2 separate regions of the Hordeum vulgare genome follow, and region 2 is linked to region 1. A link is a contact called in public Hi-C data. All regions are on one chromosome and are shown on one strand. Each heading gives the region's core, a stretch centred on a gene start, on an enhancer-like site or on the middle of the called end of the contact. The rest is flanking DNA. Distances are from core to core; before and after follow the strand shown. Region 1 holds the start of LOC123452274 (MADS-box transcription factor 14-like). Region 2 holds the start of LOC123452280 (cytochrome b5).

Region 1 (4,142 bases), core at 1,605-4,104:
GGCGGACATCGCCGGACCGGATCTCGACGTAGTAGGTGCCGAAGGGGCGCTCGCAAACGCCGCGGTAGCCCGACGATGAACGGCGGCATGGCGGCAGAGGGAGTGGCGAGGGAGAGGCAGAGGAAGAGTCGAGAGCGCGACGAGGGAGAGGCGCGTGGCTGTGTGGGCAGCCGCATGGCGGGCGCGACATTTTATAGCGCGCTGAAAGCGGCGCGCCAAATCTAACGCGCGGCCGTCCGTTTTCTCCCGCGCGCAAAAAATTACCGCGCGCTTTTTTGCCGTGTCCGCTGGAGCGTGCGAATTCGTCCCGCGTGCGATAAAAGTGATGTTTACCGTTTTTACGGCCACTGTTGGAGATGCTCTTCGACCGTAGAATTTTAATTCGTGGGTGCAGCTATTTCCCAGTCCGGTCTTCCCTTGCTTTGAGGTCCCAACTGGATGTAGGTCCCTTGCTCGAATTCTTATTATTTTAGAAACCTTACGAGTCACGGTTTTGATATCAGCATGTCCTTGTTAATTGTATGTTTGACTCCAGGAAGCCTGCAAATGATCCGTTAATATATGCATTTGACATGCTCAACGTGCTGGGGCCTCGACATGAGGCGAGGTGGTTGCAGAAAGGTGCAACTGTGTTGCTTAGATTGCTCTACTCCGGAATTGCTCTGCGTACGACCTGATAGTTACGATTCACGTCCGACGTTCTGATCCCACGATTACCATTAATGCATACATCTGATCCAAGGGTGGCTGAGCAGTGTCGTACAAAAGTCGTAAGAAAAATATCGTACGCATAGCACTGCTCTGCTCTACTCGGCACCCGAATCGGCGGGAAAGGAATTGCAGCTAACAGAGTTGATTGCCGCAGGCCTATTCGTTTGCAATGCAGCACCTATGCCACACCGCTCTACTAGTTCCCAATTTAAGAGTGGATTATTTGATCACGGGATCATCTATTCCCTATAAAACTTTGAGATGTTTTCTATGAAGTATGGTTTACACAGTATATCTGATCTAAATATTGGTTTTGCATTCTTGGAAACACACTGCAAAGTTTAGGGATGCTCATGTTTGTATCTTTTCAATCATAGAGATATACTCCCTCCGTCCGTCAAAAACTGTGCATCTAGCAGTATATTTTTTTTCATAAAGAGTGTACATCTACATTTTCTATGCGCTTAGCTTTTAATTTAACCGGTATTAAGTGACTAATGTAGTAACTTGTGCTCTAGCTATTGGCTGCATGCCTAACCTTAATTACTGCATGCAGCAACGTTCATTTAATCTTCTTTTCTCAATGGTTGTATGTACACATAAGTCTGTTACTTTTGTACAATAATTATGTCATGGAGGTCTTTCTTGGTCTATGTGCAAATCTCTGTATGCACGATTTTTGGCGGACGGAGGGAGTACACGACATATTCACAAGCAAAAAAGAAAAAGTTGGACATGGCATATTCGCAAAAAAAGAAATAAGAAAAGAGAAGAGATGTGCATGGCATGATTGTGAAACCTATCCTCATCGATCGTAAAAAGCGGTATTGGTATTTTTAGGGGAATAAAGAGCGCTATTGGTGGTTGCTGGTTACATCGAATGGTTGCAAAGTGGTCATTTGACAAGCACGCATGTGGGCTTTATCTGTTTGTCATCATAAACGATAAATGGGTCAAGATTCACAGATCAGAGAATACGTCGTCAAAGGCTCGAACACTTCACTGCGTGGTCTACTGGGCCCAATAGCAGTTTTAGTGAACAAACCATTTTAGTGCTGCAATAGTTTCAGCACGATCCTTTGTACCGAGAAGCCGGTCACCGCAGATATATCACATGCACTTTCCGCATTTTTTTAATATTATATCACATGCACAGTTCTACTACAAGACATACACAGAGCGTTTATTTTTTTTGTGAGAAGGAAAACACATGAGCCGTTTCAACATCGCATGATTCGACGCTGGGCAACAGTGTATTGATGGGTGGAGGACTGGTCGGCGCACACGCGCGCACAGTACCCCTACTCCGGCGGGAGTATCTTCCATTCATTCCAGAAATACGCGGGTCGGCCAAAAGTAGAAAAATACACTGCGCCGACCCAACCCAACCCACACGCAGCAACGGTTCGCGTCAAAAGTCCAGCTCAATCACGCACGCACACGGTAGACGCGCTGCGAGCGGAGGCGGAACCCATCCGTGTCTGCCCGCCCGCCCCGCAGCCGCCCTCCCAAACGGGACAAGCGGGGGCGGCCCAAAACGAGCAAGGAAAGCAGCCTCCTACTGTGGCAGCCCGCCCCCACGACCACCATCTCGCCTTCCATTTCCCTGGACGGACCAGAGCCGTCCCGAGCCGCCCCTGACCTAGCCAGCCAGCATTTCCTGTTTCGTCCCGCGCCGCCGTGACGTGACCGAGAAAAGCAAAAGAGGAAAAAGCGAAAATGCTAAAGGAAAAAACTCTGCTCTTTTATTCCTTCCATATCTACTCCAGCCTAGGGTACACACACACACACTATATATATATATATATATATATATATATATATATATATATATATATATATATAAGTAGAAAAAAGAAGAAGAAAATGTTGCTCTACTGCTCTATGGTGTGGGTTTGTGGCGAGAAAAAATGATTTGGGGAAAGCAATATGGGGGAGATTCGCGCGTACGATCGTCCGACACGTCGACACGGGGCGGGCCCGCGGTGGGGCATCGTGTGGCTGCAGGACCGCGGGGCCCCGCGGCGCGGGCCGGGCCAATGGGTGCTCGACAGCGGACATGCCCCAGACCAGCCCGGTATTGCATACCGCGCTCGGGGCCAGATCCCTTTAAAACCCCCTCCCATCGCCCTGCCGGAACCCTCATTTGGCTATCCCCTCTCCCCTCCCACTTCACCCAACCACCTGACAGCCATGGCTCCGCCACCTCGCCTCCGCCCGCGCCTCTGGGAGTAGCCGTCGCGGTCGCTCGCTCGCTCGCTCGCTGCTGCCGGTGTTGGCCCGGTCCTCGAGCGGAGATGGGGCGCGGGAAGGTGCAGCTGAAGCGGATCGAGAACAAGATCAACCGCCAGGTCACCTTCTCCAAGCGCCGCTCGGGGCTGCTCAAGAAGGCGCACGAGATCTCCGTGCTCTGCGACGCCGAGGTCGGCCTCATCATCTTCTCCACCAAGGGAAAGCTCTACGAGTTCTCCACCGAGTCATGGTAAATTATGTACGCGCTGTCTTAAATTTCTCCCCCCCAATCCGCCCTGGGCTTCGATTTCCTCCGCGCCGTTCCGGTCCGGCGAGGCGACCCGGCCGGCCCCAGGGCCTTCTCCATTTCCGCGCTGCTGCTGCTTGGTTCATCCGGTTTGCTCGCTCGCTGTTTCCTTCGGATTCTGCCGTCGCTGCTTGCTCGTTTTTTCTTAGAATCGATGGCGGAGCTGGCGCTCCCCGCGGCCGCGATTTCTTGCTATGGGGGTAGGGCGTGCGACGGGTCGCGCCGCTATTTTATGCTCCGCCATCGCCGGGAAGGTTGTTCATCTCGCGTATTTTGGGGAAATTTTGGTCCTGGACGCGCCAGGTGGCACCCCAAGTGGAAGGGTTAGGACGGTAATCTTTTGATATTTTCACGGACCGGGGATACTTATGTAACAAATTTATTTTGGATTAAAAGTGACATTTGCGTCCGCAATTTAGCACGCTACCTCATCTTCTCATTTCGAATCTTACTAGGCGCTAGAATACTTCGTTGCCCGCCTCATCAAATCCGTGCTTGCTGCTTGAACAAATGAACCTTGTCATCTCGTTTCTTTCCAGAATTTTGTGCTACAGGCTTTACTATCATCCGTATTGCTAGCTCCGGCCTCCGGCCATGCGGCCATTTTGTTGTTTGCTCGGAGATGCTGCCTATGATACTTGACTAGCTCATGCATAGAATAATTGGCTCCAGCTGATGAAACTCCGAAATGAAGAGTCAAACCAAAAAGTAGAGAGTTCCTTCCAAATAAATACTATAACCCAGTCGCCAACATCAAAAGAAAGGGCCTGATGTTTATCATCATCGTAGTGCTTACTGCTATGCAGCCTAAAGGAGACACTCACGGATGTCTTGGAAAAACTGATTGCGGTCGATGATCTGGCGTTCCACCGCTTGATTGCGAATTTTGCCC
Region 2 (4,130 bases), core at 603-3,102, 540 kb before region 1:
CAAGTGAGAGTTCTGCACAATACAATCAGGTAAGGAGTACATTTCCAGGTTACTAGCACATGAGAAATTTCTCCAACTATTACCTAGTGATGGTGAAACATCCCCAGTAGAGAAGTGTCGAGGGTCCGGCAAAAATTACCTGCTATCTTTCTGAAGTCTACTGCCCAACTATCTACACCTTGTGAGGTGACACAAGGGGAAGAAAAACGAATAGGAAAATATGTGGAAGAAATGCTTGCACAGGAAGCTTTCAACAAATGTCGACTCAAATGGAGGGGCCACCAAATCCCATTTTACATCTTGAATGTTACGAAAGAACAAGTTACACAAAAGTCTTCAGGGTTATTTCGGAGGAAGTGAGAGAGATTGAAAAACTACAATATTCAGAAATAGCAGTACTCTGGCGTATCCCCGGAAAATAACAAAAATAGAAGCAGTAATGGCATGGAAGAAATTTGTGCCAGCAGCTGCCTCGAGGCGTAAGAGGGTTTACATCACACACATGGTTCAGGTTTTGTAATGAATCCATCCATTGAATGGCAATGATAAAATAGTAGCGCAAATTTTGTTGACAAATATTTGACTCAAGTACCTAATGGCTCAATACAGCAATGTGTCTTTGCCTTTGGACAGAAGTACATAATCTCTCCATCCATAATCAGCTATAAATGGGTTGGTTACCCCAAAATGGTCATTCAATCAACCTATAACCGATCATCACTTCTTTCGTGCATACAATATGGCAACAACGGCTGATATCCCGACTGCTGCTACGGGAACGGCCCAGTACTGCGCCGCATAGGCTACCAGCTTGCTGGCAAAGTCCATGTCCTGCTCTTTCCTGAAAACCTCCATCTCAGGCATGTCAGGTGTTTCGTCCAAGTCCAACTCCCCAATGAAGTAATCCTTCATCAGCTCCTTGGCATCCTTGCTGTGGCCTGCATCTTCAAATTCCTCGGTGCCATCCATACCTTCAGACAGATTATCATATATGAACAGATGGCCTAGGAGAGAATAAAATGTGCTGAACAAGAACATGAAAACAGGAGGAGAGAAGCGTTACCAGTCACGGCAAGCAGAACATCAGCACCCCCAGGATGGTCATCCAAATATGCGGTCACATCATAAATCTGCAATGTATTCATCAACGCCGCATGAGGTCTCCACACAATCAGAATAGTGGAGCATATTGCCAAGTACTGCAATGCGTATCTACTCTCTGCTGACACAAATTCTATTCCGTTCAAAGCCCTCAACATGGGCATCTGCTGCGGTTGCTTTCAACAGAGGGACACAGCCTCCACAAATAAGATACCACGGCACAACCGTCCCACGAGGACTAAACCTTGCATCGCCACTGCACAGGATTGGTCACTCGCAGAGACGTTCGGTTTCGATTTCTGCAGCCTTCTCACTGACAAAGCGAGCGCAGGACCTCCTAGGCATTCGGTCGAACAGGCTACGGGCGGGGGCCGAAGCCCAACTAGCAACGACCAAGCGCGTCCACACACCCCTACCTACCGATCTTAGGGGCACTATAGCTGAAGCCAGATCGGCAGCGGGAAGTACGAGGGAGGGGCTAGCGGCGGCGCTACCTTGCCGTCGACGACGATCCAGCAGTCGTCCGGGGTGTTGTGGAGGGCGGCCTCCTTCATGCTGTACAGCTTCGTCAGCGTCGGCATCTCGCTCTCGCTCTCGCTCTCGCTGTCCGATCGGCGGTGGGCGAGGGAATACTGCTGTACGGAGTGGGTGGAATCTGCCCCGGCTTGCAGAGGAAGGAGGAGGGTGGGTATCTGGATTCTGGACCAGGTATCTGTTCTTCAATCTGCCGCCGGTTGCCTTGCAGAGAAAGAAGAACTGCTTTGGGGGATTTCGGGGAGTTTGGGGGTTGGGTTTAGGCCTCGTGGGCCTAGAATAATGGACGGTCGCAGTCCGCTAACGCAAGGCAGCAGCCCCGCCAAATTGATGGCCCATAGCCCCCAGAGGTTGTTTCTCTTTTGTGTGATGGGCGGGAGCAATTAGTTAACGAGCTCTTCCTCGGAAACCTTCTGCGTGCCGTCACTTGATGCGTTCCGAGCTGCTGCCACGTATTGTGTTCTAAGCGTTTTTTTTATTTTTTTTCTATTATTTTTTCACACGCGTTTTTGTCTTTTTGAGTGGTTTTTTTCAGATTTTTTTGGTATTTTGGTTTTTCATCAGTCTTTCGTAACTTTTGGATGAAATTTTTTTAAAATCTTTTTGCAAAAAAACATGTTTTTTGTTATTTTACGTGAAAAACACGTTTTTTGTTTTTTTTGAGAAGCACGGTTCTCCTTCGGCGAGAGGCACGGTTTTGCCTTCGCGAGAGACACGGTCATGCCTCTCGAAAAAGGAAAATCGCGTTTTTTTGCGAGAAGCATGGTTTTGTTTTCGCGAAAGGCACGATTTTACCTTCACGAGAGGCACGCCCATGCCTTTCGGGAAGGAAAAAAAACGAGTTTTTTTTTGCGAGAGACACGGTTTTGCTTTCGCGAAAGGCATGGTTTTGCCTTCGCGAGAAGCACGTCTGTGCCTTTCGAAAAGGAAAAAACGCGTTTTTTTTTACGAGAGGCACGATTTTGCCTTCGCGGGAGGCATGCCCGTGCCTTTCCGAAAGAAAAAAACACGTTTTCTGTTTTTTTCACGAGAGGCACGGTTTTTCTTCCACGAAAGGCACGGTTTTGCCTTCACGAGAGACACGCTCCGAATGAAAAAAAACACGTTTTCTGCTCTCTTTTTTTTTCCGCAAGAGGCGCGGTTTTTCCGTCCGTTTTTTTCTTCCGGTTTTTTCATGAAAAAAATAGTTCGTAAAAACCTATCAACACGAGATCTAGTTTTGAAGATCTCGACGCGAGAAAGCCAACGGTGAATACTGTTCGAGATTTAGACGCACGGTTTAGGAAATAAAACGTTTTAAAAATACGGATCTACGAAAAAGGGAAAACGCATAGGTTGCGACAAGTGACACGCATGCAGTGTGCCACTTGTCGCGACGTGTGGAGGTGAGAGTAATTGTTGGAAGATGTATTCGCTAATTAGTGATTTCGCTGATGGGGAGGAACAAAGGGATGTTAGCTCAAAAGAAAAAAAGGAACACATGGATGTTCAATCGTACATACAGAAAAAAAAACTTATAAATCTTTTTCTTTGTGGGGAAAAAACTTATAAATCTTGATTGATATATAGTTATCAAATGAGGTGATGACCACGGTATAAGGTGTTAGGTAACGTAGCATAAATTCAAAATTTTCCTACACATATTCAGATCTTCCTATGGAGAGACCAGCAACGAGAGAGGGGTAAGAGCATCTTCATACCTTTGAAGATCGCTAAGCGGAAGCGTTGCTAGAACGCGGTTGATGGAGTCGTACTCGCAGCGATTCCGATCTAGTGCCGAACTACGGCACCTCCGCGTTCAACACACGTGCAGCCCGGTGACGTCTCCCGCACCTTGATCCAGCAAGGAGGAGGGAGAGGTTGGGGAAGAACTCCAGCAGCACGACGGCGTGGTGTCGATGGAGAGACGAGGTCTCCCGGCAGGGCTTCGCCAAGCACCGGCAGAGAGGAGGAGGAAGAAGGGCAGGGCTGCGCCGAGGGAGAGGGAGAAGTCTGTCTCCCAAGGCCCAAAAACCCTCTCTATTTATAGGAGGAGGGGGAGGGGGTGCGCCACCCCTAGGGTTCCCCCCTAGGTGGTGCGGCAACCACCAGATGGGAAAAGGGGGCGGTGGCTAGGGTGTGAGGGGGTGGCGCACCACCTGGTGGACCTAAGCCCACCTGCGCCTAGGGTTGCCCCCTCTCCCCACCACTTGCGCATTGGGCTGGGTGTGGTAGGCGCACCAGCCCACCTAGGGGCTGGTTCCCTCCCGCACTTGGCCCATCTAGCCTCTTGGGGTCGTTGCCCCCCTTCGGTGGACCCCCGAGGCCACCTCCGGTGGTCCCGGTACGTTACCGGTGACGTCCGAAACACTTTCGGTGTCCAAAACCATCTGTCCTATATATCAATCTTTACCTCCGGACCATTCCGGAGCTCCTCGTGACGTCCGGGATCTCATCTGGGACTCCGAACAACTTTCGGTAACCTCGTATAACAATTCCCTATAACCCTAGCGTCA

Evidence for each region. A called contact is a pair of places that touch in the nucleus more often than the background predicts.
Region 2: a contact with region 1 is called in a Hi-C map of seedling, with 7 times the contacts expected there. The contact joins the promoter of LOC123452280 here to the promoter of LOC123452274 in region 1. A contact is called at or near these places in 3 of 6 Hi-C or Micro-C datasets (leaf and seedling) and 1 of 1 datasets of contacts at active chromatin or transcription factors (embryo).

Annotation. Positions count from the first base shown.
Region 1 is chr5H:528,156,599-528,160,740 of MorexV3_pseudomolecules_assembly, reverse strand. LOC123452274 (MADS-box transcription factor 14-like) reads left to right here and starts at 2,854. Exons shown (of 8, transcript XM_045128907.1): 1 at 2,854-3,193. The coding sequence starts at 3,009.
Region 2 is chr5H:528,696,379-528,700,508 of MorexV3_pseudomolecules_assembly, reverse strand. It overlaps LOC123452280 (cytochrome b5), which reads right to left and starts at 1,852. Exons shown (of 3, transcript XM_045128914.1): 1 at 1,596-1,852; 2 at 1,064-1,130; 3 at 507-971. The coding sequence starts at 1,682. The coding sequence ends at 718.